Regions from separate parts of the Mus musculus genome. Here region 1 is linked to region 2. The links are chromatin contacts, called in public Hi-C maps. All regions are on one chromosome and are shown on one strand. Each heading gives the region's core, a stretch centred on a gene start, on an enhancer-like site or on the middle of the called end of the contact. The rest is flanking DNA. Distances are from core to core; before and after follow the strand shown.

Region 1 (6,282 bases), core at 10-2,509, 140 kb after region 2:
GGCTCCTCAGTGAATAATGCTGTCATGAGCATGGGTGAATAGACACTGCTTCAAGTTTCTGCTCGAGCCTCTTTCCGGTCTGTACCAGAAATGGAGTGTGCCAACTCTATGATTAACATTCTGGGGACTCTTGCTAATGTAGCCGTGCCACTGGACATTCCAACCAACCATGCATGTGGATTCCAGGTCTCCACTTCCTCACCAATGCTTGTAATCAATCCTTCCTGATTATGGCCGTCCTAGCTAGTGCGAAGGAGGGTCTCAGTGTGGGTTTCATTTGCAGTTCCCTAATGGCTAACAACGCTGAGCAGCTTTTCATGTGATCTTTTTAAAAATAAATTCTAATTAAAGATAATGATATCACTTCCTCCTTCCCTTCCTCCAACTGCTCCCGTCTACCCCTCCCCATGTTGGTCTCTCTTTCAGATTCATGGCCTTCTTCTCTTTCTTAATTGTTGAGATACATTGTACATAAGTATGCAAGTACAGCCTGCTCAACCTGTATACTGCTTCTTTTGTGCATATGATCTCAGGGCAGACCATGCACACATCAATTTGTCTGTTTGAATTGTCTCCTTAGAGTAGAGTATGAGAGATTCTTAAAAATAATCTAATTCATGTCCCTTATCAGATAGAACATTTAAAAATATCTCTTACCATGCTGAGGGCTCTCTTTTCCTCTCTCTCTCTCTCTCTCTCTCTCTCTCTCTCTCTCTTGTCTTTTCACTTGGTGATGGTATCCTTCACAGCAGAAAAGTTTTTAATTCTCATAAGATCCAACTTAATTTTTCTGTCCCTAGCGATTTTTGTGTTGTACATAGAAAGGCATTGTTTAACCCTAAGCCAAGAATATTTACTTATGTTCTCTTCTAAGGCTTTTATGGTTTTAGTTCTTATGTAGATCTGTGATTTGTTTTGAGTTAATTTTTGGCGTACAAGAGCCAGGAAAACTGTATAGTCTCAACCAACATCTCTTTCCACCTGCAATTCTTCTTGACTTATTTGAACCCTCCAGACAGCTCAAAGGGAGGTATGAAGTGACCTTCAACAAGGTATAGACACTAACTCTGGAGAGAAGACACCCGTGTGTTCCTTCTTGGGTATGTCAGTATCTGATCTTGATGTCAATGCTTTTGAAAGTGCCTGACTGTGCCAAGACAGAATCTTCCTGTTGAAAGCAGTTCCACTGGGTATGAAAGAGGTTATACAAAAAGCAGTTGCTCCATGCAGTAATCAAGTTAGAAAAGGGCAGGTCTCAGGAAGCCATCTAATTGGCAAAAGAAAGTCCAGCCCAGCAATTACAGAACACCACCCACACAGCTTGGATCTACCCCACCTGGCTGTTTTCCTACAGCATGAAAAAAAAAAAAAAAGTCAAAACAATCAGACCATTTTCTAAATGGAATAAAACATTCCAGTGCAAGCAATAATTAGGAGATAACTACCCTCCTGGCTGCTTTCCCCATCGACCTCTGGCCCCCTGCCTCCCAGCGCACCTGAGACGTGCAATTATCCGGAACCCGCCCTGCACCAGGCCTGCACACTCACAAGCACCCTGCAGCCCTCTCCAGGGGCTTGCTTCCCCACCGATTCCTAGACACAGGTTGTTCCTTAGTCCAGAGAGGCCAGGCAACCCACTGGGCATGAGGTCATGTGCTTCTCTCTGTCTCTCACAAAAACACCTAGGGTGTGGCACTTCATTAGCCCCATTGATCTGCAGTCCTCCTCCGGACCCTACATCTAGGCATTTGAACATGGATGAAGATGTCAAGATGGCTCGTCTTGCTTTCTTCCTGAGGTATTGAGATGGGGTTCAGGCAGTTACCTCTGAGAGAATAGGATGACAGTAAGAAGGGTGCATCTTCTTTACTTCCCCCTTCCAGACAGAAAGTGTTCGCAGGGATCAAGGCGAGCCAAGGGGGGCGCTGGACTTAAATGTAAGACTCCAAACGTCTCCAATCTAGCATCCTTACCAGCATTTCTTTCTGCTTAATGTATAGGAGCTCATAAAACTCACCACTGACCATTCTGTTCCCTATTTGTCCACACTCTCCTACCAGAAGCCAGGCTTGTGAACTTGGGGACCGTTTGTTTTTCTCTCCCCTCTCCTCTCCAGCACAGTTGGGACCACTGAATCGATGATGCTGAGATAAAAGTCTGGGCTCTCCGACATGAATCTCTCCCATAGCATTGCCAATCACATTTGCTGTTTGTCCCAGCCTGATGACCCCATGGTCCATGTACTCAGGACTCCTCTCGACTGAAAGAGAACTTGAGGGGGGTCCTAGAAGCCTGTAGAAATTCACTTTCACCTTCCTATCATGGCCTCTAAAAGTTTAGATTCTTTGAAAACATGGATTTTGTTGACAATAAACACTAAAATCCACAATAGCTAAAATTCCCTTCTCAGCATCCCATGTGGCAAGCACTAGCCTAGGTATTTGTAGGTGGCATTTCAGATAGCACAACTCTGTGAAGTAGATGTGAGACTTTACCAAAGAGACATACAGTAACCTGTCCAGGGTCATAACTGGTAACAGTTTCCCTGAACTGTTCACTCTCTGGAAACAATGTAAAATCAAGTGACACCCACGTGTGACACCATAGTCTTTCCACATTCTGGAGTGCGGTTGGGTCCGCTTTCAGAAGAGAACTGAGCGTTAATACTGCAGACCACTGAAAAGTGAGACATTATCGGCCTGATACAAATGCTGTGGATCTCCAAAAACAGAATATGGGATAAGCATCCCATCTCATGTGCAAAGTTAAATTTACTCAACCCGCTATAGGTTACACATGCTGACCAGTCAAAACTAGTTAGAGATCCTATCTGGCTCTTGGCAGCTTTGTCCTTGGCAGCCTCGAGAGTAAGTCTGAGAATCAAATGCTAATCTTTTTCCAGTTCCAATTAGGTTACTAGCCTTGAGACATCTTTATTACCCAATTATCTTTTTCTTTCCTTCTCAGTACCTGAAGAGATAGCCTTGAAAGAGTTTTTAGCAGGGAAATATATGAGGCAATCCAGAGCTCAACAATGCCCTGCTGTTCTGAGGGAGTCTGAACTCAACACTCAACTGCACGCCATGCCTTGTGTGTGGCTCCCGCCATTCTGAAGTTCCTTCTGCCCCTTCTTTCTGCCTGAAGCTCATTCCCCACCATTGCTAGACACACTGCCATCCATCCACTGAAACCAGCTTACAGGCACCTCTTCCACACAGCCCTACCTCCTCTTCTCTGCTCCGGAGGCAGCATGTCCACCCTTCCTCGGTTTCCCTGACTATTCGGTATAACTTAGCTTTCAGGTCTGTCTCAACGACTCAACTGAAAGTATTTTTATGTTCCCTGTGTTTTAATTGATATTTTTAATTAGCATATAAAGCGTTAACTTCACTAAGTATTTTCAAACATCAATTGTTTGTGATGGCTTTCCTCCCTTCCTCCGTCTCTGCCTCCCCTCGCACTCCTCACCTCATCCTTCCTGCCCCTTCAACATCCCCTTCTCCTCTCACAGGCCTTTTAGGTTTCATTTCTTACACCCACCTCACAGCCACCACATGGACATGCAAGTAGCTCAGCTTGTCACTTCAACCTGATATGAATTAACTGGTCCACTTGCTGTTGCTAACATGAACAAAACTAAAAGCTTGGCTCTCTTCTCTCTGGAAGGGACCTGAATTTGGCTTGCCTAGAAGGTTCTCTGATGTTAAATCTACTGAGTTACTTCCATTTTGAAGTGTATGGCTGATTACTATCATCAGGTACTCTGCAACTGCACCGGCAGTAGAGTGCCTGATGAAAAACAGGTGATGTCAGAGCCCAGGGTGCACAGGTCGTCCCACGGGGGGGCGGGGACTGGGTGGTGCTGGCCGAGAGGACAGGTTGTCAGTTCGTTATTCGTATGACTCATGCAAAGATTGCTGATAACCAATTTAAACAATACTCTGCTGCTCAGGAGACATTGATTTCCACAATGGTGATTGGTGAGGAAAGAGGAAGGTGGTGGAACTTAAAAGAAAAGGAACCCAAGGGACGTGCCCCAGATGGGCAGGGAGGGGCACCCAGGGGAATGTGGCCCAGCACCTCTCACTCCCAAACTCGGTTCCTTTAGAGAACAACACCCACCCACCCCCAATTTTCACCATTAGTTTCATGTGTGTAGAGCCTTACAGAAACTTTAGAATTACTCTATTTATTTGACTTTCACTCTCCTTCAGTTTTAACTTCTGTCTGCGGCCATCTTCACCACACTCACCTCTGAACTTTTGGGGGGGGGCGGGGCTTATCTCGAACTAAATAACCGAATCATTCTGCACACCCTTGCTACTTCCTGGGCCCATCTCTCTCCCCCTACAGAACAAATCCCACTAGAAGCAGAAGTTATGTTTTATTTTCATCCCTGCATTGCACAGGACAGGCTAAGGTGGCTATCGGAGGAGCAGCGATGTTTAGTTTGGATGTGAAGTGTGTCTATGGCATCCTCCCTAATATAAACCGTTCAGAGGTGGCACTTCAAGAACGTGACTGCACTATGAGAGCTCTGGTGTCACAACAGAGAGACCACTGGGAGATGGGAGCCAGTGGAAGGCAGCATGCTTCGAAATGACCTGGCCTGTCCCCAGCCCTGCCATAGGTCCCTGAGATCAGACTTCCTGGGAGGGGAGCTTTTCCTGATGCTCACCAAGTTTAAAGACTCCTGCATTCAAGGACTCGGGCACAGAAACATCTCTTTTTTATGACTATTGCCAGCGGGTACTTAGCTAGGTACTTAGCGGGTACTTGCTAGGAGGAGAACAGAGTTCTTTGAATGGGCCAGAAGGTGGTGTTGAGAAGGCTTGTATGTTTTCCTCTTTGATTTCTAAAGAAACTGGTTAAGAAATGAGGTCAACCAGGGAGCCTAAGCAACAAGGAAGACTTCAGTGGAAGATGTAAGGATCTCCCCCAGGGAGTAGAATAGATTTCACAGGTTAACTACAAATGGGTAGGGTTGGGAACAGGCAGGATCAGATGGGGGAAGGAAGGAGAAAACACCAGGAGAAATGGCTGGAATTGAGGGACATTTCAGGAGTGAAGTGGAAATCTAGTGCAATGGAAATTCTATGGCATCTATGACAGTAACCCTAGCAGAGACTCCTAGTAATGGGGATACAGGACCTACTCTGGTCATCTTGTATAACTAGGCAAGGCCTCAAGTGGAGGGATTAAGACACCAACCTGGTCACAAAACCTGCAGGTTGTCCTGCCTAAAGAGTGTGCTGGGACTGGGAGTCCGGCACAATCCTCATCAAAAAGATCAGAGTGACTTCATCCAACTACTGATGGGGGCAGATGCAAAGTACCACAGCCAAACATTAGGCGGAGCTTAGGGAGTCCTGCAGAGGAGGAAGAAAGATGAGAGGAACCAGATGGGTCAGGGACACCACAAAAACAGGGCCCATAGAATCAACTGACCCGGAATTTGCAGAGAGCCTGTAGGGGTTTGACCTAGGACCTCAGCACATATATTAAAGATGCATAGCTTGGTGCTCTTGAGGGGACCCTAACAATGGGAGCGAAGACTGCAGCTGACTCTTTTGCCTACTTGTGGAACTGTTTTCCTCCTACTGGTTTGCCTTTTTGCCTTGACGTGATGGTATATATACCTGGTCTTACTGTAGTTTGGTTGGTTGATGTCCCTGGGAGGGCTGCTCTTCTCTGAGGAGTGCGGTCGGGGTGGGGAGTGGATCTGGGGGAGAGGGGAAATGTACAGGCAAGGGGGAGAGTGGTTGGGGGAGGAGAAGGAGGGGAAATTTTGGTCTGGTTGTAATATATGAGAAAAGACTATAAATATATATATATACATATATATACATATACGTGTGTGTGTGTGTGTGTGTGTGTGTGTGTGTGTATAAAATGAGGTCAAGTTTAAACATCCTCCCTCCACAGCCAGCACCTCGAAAGACCTTCCTGTCTTGAAGCCCAAACTACCAGAGATCCTTCCTGCCTCCCAACAGCCACAGACTGGAAATTCTTCCCATTAGAACGGGCCCAGAATTACACTCCTTGCCCTTTCTTACCATCTTCTTCCATTTCATCCTGCGATTCTGATACCAAGTCTTCACTTGCAGCTGAGTGAGTCCCAGAGACTGGGCCAAGTCCAACCTGAAAGGTATGAGACACAAAAGAAGGGTGAGGAAGAGGGGAGAGAGTGAGAGAGGTGGGAACATGCTGGCTAGCACCTGGCACTTGCTACTAAATCTCAGGCTGCCACCATTCACCCAGACCATCGCCAAGAGGAAGCAT
Region 2 (6,488 bases), core at 3,486-5,985:
GGAAATGTGTCCTCAGAATCAGCACATAGAAACTTTGATTCAGAGCGGGCTAAGGCTACACCTCATGCTGGCAGTCAGACTTGGTGTATGTGAGAGATGCCATGGTGGTACTGGTTTAGAAGGTATGAAGTCCCGGGATATGAAGAGCAGTTGGAACTTGGCTCTATGAGAGGTTAGGGAAAGCCATTGATGAGTGTCCAGCCCCAGTTTGAAATAGAACTCCCAGGAATGAGGGGATCATAGAGAGAATATTTGGGACCACATGACGGGATTAGAGTTTCTGCACAGAACCCAGGGGGGCTGTTTGTGAAGGTACAATGCAGTTGCAGTGTAGACGTCAGCATTTTGGAGATGCTAGTACCATGGGATGATTTCAAGACCAACAGCTCTTGTGGAGCAGAGCTAACTTGAGCCTAGGAGGCAAACTGTGTGCTGTGGCAAGTCCTAGAAGATTAACACGCCCAGAAATCTGACATTGAACTTCGGGATGTTGGATCTGAGGTTTGCTTTTCTTTGATTATGATCGTGCCTGGTTCTTTCCTTTTGGAGTAAGGGAGTATATAACTTAATATTTATTTTATAGGAACCTGAAGTTGAGAGACTTTGAACTTCTGAATGGACTTCGGAGTTTTAGAGCGCCTTTGAATATTTTAAGAGAATAAACTTTTAAATAACTTGAATTCTTAAGGCTTATGGGACCTTTGAAAGTTGAAATCTTATATTGTGATACTGATATTAATGTGAGATATTGGGGATGTACAACAAAGGAAAAGTTAAAGTTTAACAGTCTGTGTTTACCTCTCAAGTTGACAAAGAGCCAATCGTCCTGGTTAGTTTGTTTGTCAAATTGTTATATGCTAGAGTCATTTGGGGAAAGGGACTCTCAATTGAGGAAATGTCCCCATTAATTGACGTATGGGCAAGCCGATGGAGGCATTTTCTTAATTAGTGACTGATAAGGGAGGGCCCAGCCCATTGTGAGTGGCACTACTCCTGGCCAGGTGGCCCTGGAATGGTATATGAAAGTAAACTGGGCAAGCCAGGAAGAGAAAGACAGTAAGCAGCACTCTTCCGAAGCTTCTGCTTCAGCTCCTGCCTCCAGGTCCCTGCCTCGAACTCCTACCCTGAAGTCCTTCAGCGATGAACTATGCTATGGCAGCGAGACAACCCTTTCCTTCCCAAGCTGCTATTGGTAGTGGTGTTTTATCATAGCCATAGAAAGCCAAGACTGATAAAGACAATCAAGCAAACATCGTCTGCCCTGACGCTGCCCCTCATGAGCAAATTTCCAAGTTAGACTGCACATTCCACTGGCTCCCACTCTTCTCTGCCTGCTGTTTTATTTCTGTTTCTGGCTAGCTTACACTGTCTCGCCACAAGCCCTTCTTCATCTCCCAAACTGGCTTAGCTCACCAGCGCTCGATCAGCAGTAAGTGTTTCAGATGAATGCAGCAGTATTTTCCCCTGAGCTACCGTATGAGGTGTCACCAGACTTGTCACTAAAGGGTCAGGAGCAGACCTTGCAGAAGGAATCACACAGATTTGGGAGTTCTTTGTTGAGTTGCCCTCCCCACCCTCCCACCCCCCCGTCCCCAGCCTAGCCAATAGGGCTGTTCCCATGTGCTTAATTAAGAACGTCCACTCCTTCCTAGGGATCCCTCCAGCTTCTGCACTCTGCTTCTGTTTTGCTTTCTCTTTTTAAGCTCCAGCTCATTTGGTTTCTGAGGTGCACGCACATCTACTCCATGTTTTCACGCCTTACATAATTTGTCACTAATAATCACAGTTTGTGCTAACACCAGGCACTTTCTGATCCATTATGTCCTGGCCTGTTGAAGGAGACACCCCAGAATTATTATCCCACACTCCGTTGCATGGTCTCAAAGAATGACTTGTCTTAGCTGAGGTCACACTGTTGGCGTGTGGCGGGCCTCGGGTTTCCATAGATCATCAGGACTTCCTGAGCTCTCTGCTTAACGCTGTTAAAAGCATTGGCACTGTTTTCCTCAAGCATACGATTGCCCCTGATGTAAACAAAAGCAAGAAGGCTGTGTAACTGAGGTGGCCACAGAAAAGAAACAACTAAAGAATGTGATGGCCAACCCCATCAGAACCTCTGCACTGTTGGAGGGCAGCTTCTCCAAAGAGCTGACCAGAAGTGTCAGATGTCCAACACAACCTTCCTAGAATATTACAGTCTTTCTTCTTGTGTGTGGTTTGAGGGCCTCGCCACTCCAGCAGGGTCTTAGATGCTCCTCCTGCCTTCCTCAGCCTTGTCCAGGAATTTCTCTCCCACAGTACTCTGTATGTGGAGACTCGGGGACTTTTCACCAGGTTAGGGAAGACGTCTCTTCTTAGAGGACTTAAATACAAGCCTTCAGTTGATTTTGAATTTGTACCTCTAGTAAAACAAAATCAAAGACCAAAAGCCAGACCTTAAAGCAGAGAAGGGAGACAGGCCTTTTGGACATGTCACATGTCATCCCAGGTGCCTTTGAGGTGCTCCTGTGAGACAGGCAAACACCTCTTCTTGTCGCTAATGGCTCACAGCCTCTTGGCCTGAGTATTTACTGCTTTTGCATGACTCCCCTTGGCAGGAAGTAGTGCATTGTAAACATCAGGAGGGAGAGGAAACACAGCAGCTCCCACAGTGCGTAGAGCACTAGCGCCAATCCCGCTAGGATGCGGCTTTCCTTGCATCCGCATCACTGCTGAGCCAGTGATGAGGGCCAGGACCCATCACAGGCCTAACCCTGCCCAAGGCACTTTGTAGTCTCCCTACAAACAATCTTCACCCTAGCTAAACAGTGTGCAATGGGGAGCCATTCCTTGCACTGTTCACAGGTCTACGGGATTTTTCCTCCTCTCAGAGACCCATGAAGGGAACGGGCCAATCAGCCACTTCTGTGCTGTGGCCATTACAGGAGACTAAGCCTGAGAAGACTAGCCCCTCCCCCAAAGCCACTGAGCTTTGAGGAGAGGGGTGGGGCTCAAGGGAAGGAGGAACAGGAAATGGAAATTTAGTTCAGCTAAGTCTAAACCTCATTTAAAATATATTTTGGTAAGGCTCCAATTAATGCGTCTCAACAGGACATTTTTTTTTTTACAATGCTCTAAATGTAAAAGTTGGAAAGAGAATCCAAAAGAAAACAGTCTAGCTGTACCTAAAGCCTAAAATAAGCTCAAAATGATCTTAATTATTTAAGTACCTCAGGCTAAGTGAAGTCTGAATGCTTTGTAAGGACAAATGTGTTTCAACCTTCTCAATCACCAAAAAAATTAAAAAAGCTCTAGAGGGTGACTGGGGGCAGCGGGTCACATCTCAGGTGGGCCACCATCTAAGTCCATGGCTCTAAGTACAGTCAGCTGTCACCTGGGGATAGTGAGGCGAGCCCTGGCCTTCTTCAGACTTCTTTGGAGACTTGATGTATATTGCTGTCTGAAAAAAAAACAAGAGTCACATGGTCTACCTGTGTCGGGTGTCGAGGAGGGTGGGTGTCCGTGGGACTTTCCAGCACATGATTGGCCACACCCACCCTCTGTTCTCTTCATGGTTTTTATGTGCCTGGGACTCAAATGTCTTGCTCTTCATCAATCTTGTCTTTTTGGGTTGGTTTGTTTATTTGGTTGGTTTTGTTTTGCAGGGCTAGCGATTGAACCCAGGGCCTCACTGAGGCCAGGCAAGTGCTCTCTCTACCTGGTCCTCGTTTTGCTTCTTTTTCCTTTTTAAACCGGGACCCTGTTTGATTAAGCTACCCATCATGAGTGGCCTTGAACTCATGATCTTCTTGATCAGCCCCTCACATGGACTACCTTGGATTATAGGCCTGTGCACTAGGCCTGGTTCATAGTTTCTTTTGAAATTCCATTCTCTGATTCTAGGCCTTTATGAAGACTTCCCAAAGACTTTCTTGGCTCACCGGTATCCAGAAAGGCCGGCAGCAGAGAGAAGTTCTGAGAACAAGTCAGAGGAGAGATGAGCACCACGCTCCCTTCCAGAAAGTCACTGGCAGCCTTGGAGCTGAGAAGCCTTGTGGTATCAAGGCTGATGTAATGGGATCCTCAGCCTCTTGGGATTTTCATAACTAGTTTGATCACACAAGCTTCTTTTTCAGATATTACCTATTAATAACCTCAAATGCAGCTTAAAAATGCCATAGAGGATGATGGTGAGGAGGAAGAGGAGGAAGAAGAGGAGGAGGAAGAGGAGGAGGAGGACAACATGGTGATAATATCTACTAGTTAAATCCTTTTTGCATGTCAGGCATAGACATTTAATTCCCAAGCAATCAGATGAGACAGATGGCAGAGCCAGACAATGAGACTGACCAAAGAGTATTTCACCCAAAGTGCCATAGTTAGTAGGCGTGGAACTGCTCTGTAAAACAGGATTGTGCATACAAACTCACTTTAACGGGCCTTTCCTAATCTCCACACATATGAGCCTGTGTTGTGACATCACTCAGAGGCTCAGACTGAAGCGGTTCATCTCTATATGGCAGAGTTTATAACTGGATGGGTGGGCTTTCAAGCAGCCCATAAAATAGTCTTGTATATGTTTCTCTGCACAGAATATCTAAGAGAGGGAGCGATTTGAACCACCATGGCTCCACCAGGCAGCAGCCATGAGAAGTTTGGAACAGGCCAAGGCTACTCTGGTAATGAATTTACCCCTCTGCCAGCTTCAGAGCCTTACATTCTTGGTGCTCAAAGCTGTTTTGGTTGCCTGGCTTCTCTTCTCAATAATGGAAACCTGTTGTGGTGCCTGTTGCTATAAACACATCCATTTGCATAAGTATGTGACATTGTAAACGTTCCTGAGAGATCTTATCCACATTGTTGGCAGTAGGCCCACCAAAAAATTACAAAGACAAAAAAAAAAAAACAAAAAAAACCCAGGTAGGTGCACAGACAATGTGTATGCTATTTGACTGAAAGAGAAAAAAGACAAAGCTCACTTCTGCTCCCTGTGTGGGTGGATGGGGGCAAGAAATGGAACTAGTACCCAACCCAGAGAGCATCGCTTGCTTTGTTATGCTTTGAAATTATTTAAGAGTTATTTTTCTTGTAACTCCTAAGCCACCTGTCACACTTGAAAAGACAGAATGGAACTATTAAGATTGCGTAAATGGATTTGTGCTGCAGACTCAGAACAGGAAGAAGTTTACAGATCCACAGTGTTGACAGGTGACATCTTGTAGCTGAGGGATCTGAGGCTGGTGACCTACACAGGACAGTGACAGTCCAGCTAAAGGCAGACCAGGCTCCTTGTCACTTCCCCAATCACTCCAGACAAATAATCCACCCCACCCCCACTTTCAGGCACTAAAATGTACAAACATTTTACTACGACAAAGAACCGAATCCTTTGGCATCAAAGTCAACCAAGCCTTGAGTCCTGCCTCCCTGACGTCCGTGTATCCTCTCCAGCTCCGTATTAGTCAATCCATTAGGGCCACCAACCCTGCACTAGTGGGACTAGTGTGCTTTCTAACATAGCCTCTTGGAACCCCTAAAACCCCCTAATGAGGTAGGTGTTATTATCTCTGCTATTTGGATGTGGAAATTAAGTCAAATAATGTGCCCCAATTACACAGCTGGAAGGGAGACTGCGATTAAGCCTAGGCCCTGCTGAGTGGGAGGTTTGGTTTCATCAACTTCGTGGACTATTGAAGAGACAGAGAGTACACAGGAAGTTCCCTTGCCCACACGGGGTGCTTTGCAAAGCCAGATCCTACCGGCTGATGTCCTCCATCCCCTGCCCTAAATCCAATAGCCAATCTCTTACTCTGTTAGGGTTTATTCTACTTTTATAATATTTATATTATAAAATATATACTTATATTTATATTTTTATATTACTCCAAATGACCTTTGTTTGAGATGGCTTTGAACATCAGCTTCATTCGTGACAGTAGCCCCAGGACACCTACTTCTGAATTTCCTTATACTTGCCAAGCAGATCGCCGCTCAGGATGCCCAGGTATTAAAATTCTGCAACCCGTCACCATCCTGAGCAACCACAGTTTTGTGTGATGGCTGCTTGCCCGTATCCACTGGTCTCCCTGTACGCATCAAGAGATCTACAACCCAACTGTTAAGCAACAGGACTCACTACAAGGGAGAGCTGGAATGGAAAAGGTAGAAAGGGAATAAGGAACCCAAGAAGCCCGGAAGCCATGGGCTTGGGCCATGTTCTCTGTGGGAATACCAGCTCGTGCCTGTCCCTCTGGTTCACTGCAGGGCTTCCCCAGCCTTACTCTAAGCAGGGCGACAGAGCTGAGTGTAGACCCTGAGACTCCATCAGAAACACCATTCTTCCTTTTCCACTTCCATATCCACCTGGCAGTTGCCTCCAGGCAGTGCCCCTTAGCCTGGAGCACCGGTGTCCAGTGGCAGAGGATGCCTGCGCAGGCGGAGGTGAGTCGCTGGGAGAGGCAGCCACAGACCTACAAGAGTTGATGTCCAGGATAATGGAAGTGAGGAGA

Evidence for each region. A called contact is a pair of places that touch in the nucleus more often than the background predicts.
Region 1: a contact with region 2 is called in a Hi-C map of uterus, with 1.8 times the contacts expected there. The contact joins two enhancer-like sites. A contact is called at or near these places in 3 of 484 Hi-C or Micro-C datasets (nephron progenitors and uterus) and 1 of 115 datasets of contacts at active chromatin or transcription factors (pancreatic cancer cells).

The regions. Positions count from the first base shown.
Region 1 is chr9:31,848,057-31,854,338 of GRCm38.p6, forward strand. It overlaps Barx2 (BarH-like homeobox 2), which reads right to left. Exons shown (of 4, transcript NM_013800.2): 3 at 6,057-6,141. Among named protein-coding and RNA genes, the nearest start is that of Gm31497, 55 kb to the right of the region's middle. Within about 2 kb of position 1,260, at least 11 of the 459 cell types and tissues checked have an H3K27ac peak or open chromatin away from gene starts, as enhancers often do. A contact at or near this core is called in uterus, where this site is marked.
Region 2 is chr9:31,705,471-31,711,958 of GRCm38.p6, forward strand. No RefSeq gene overlaps it. Among named protein-coding and RNA genes, the nearest start is that of Gm31408, 150 kb to the left of the region's middle. Within about 2 kb of position 4,736, at least 7 of the 459 cell types and tissues checked have an H3K27ac peak or open chromatin away from gene starts, as enhancers often do. A contact at or near this core is called in uterus, where this site is marked.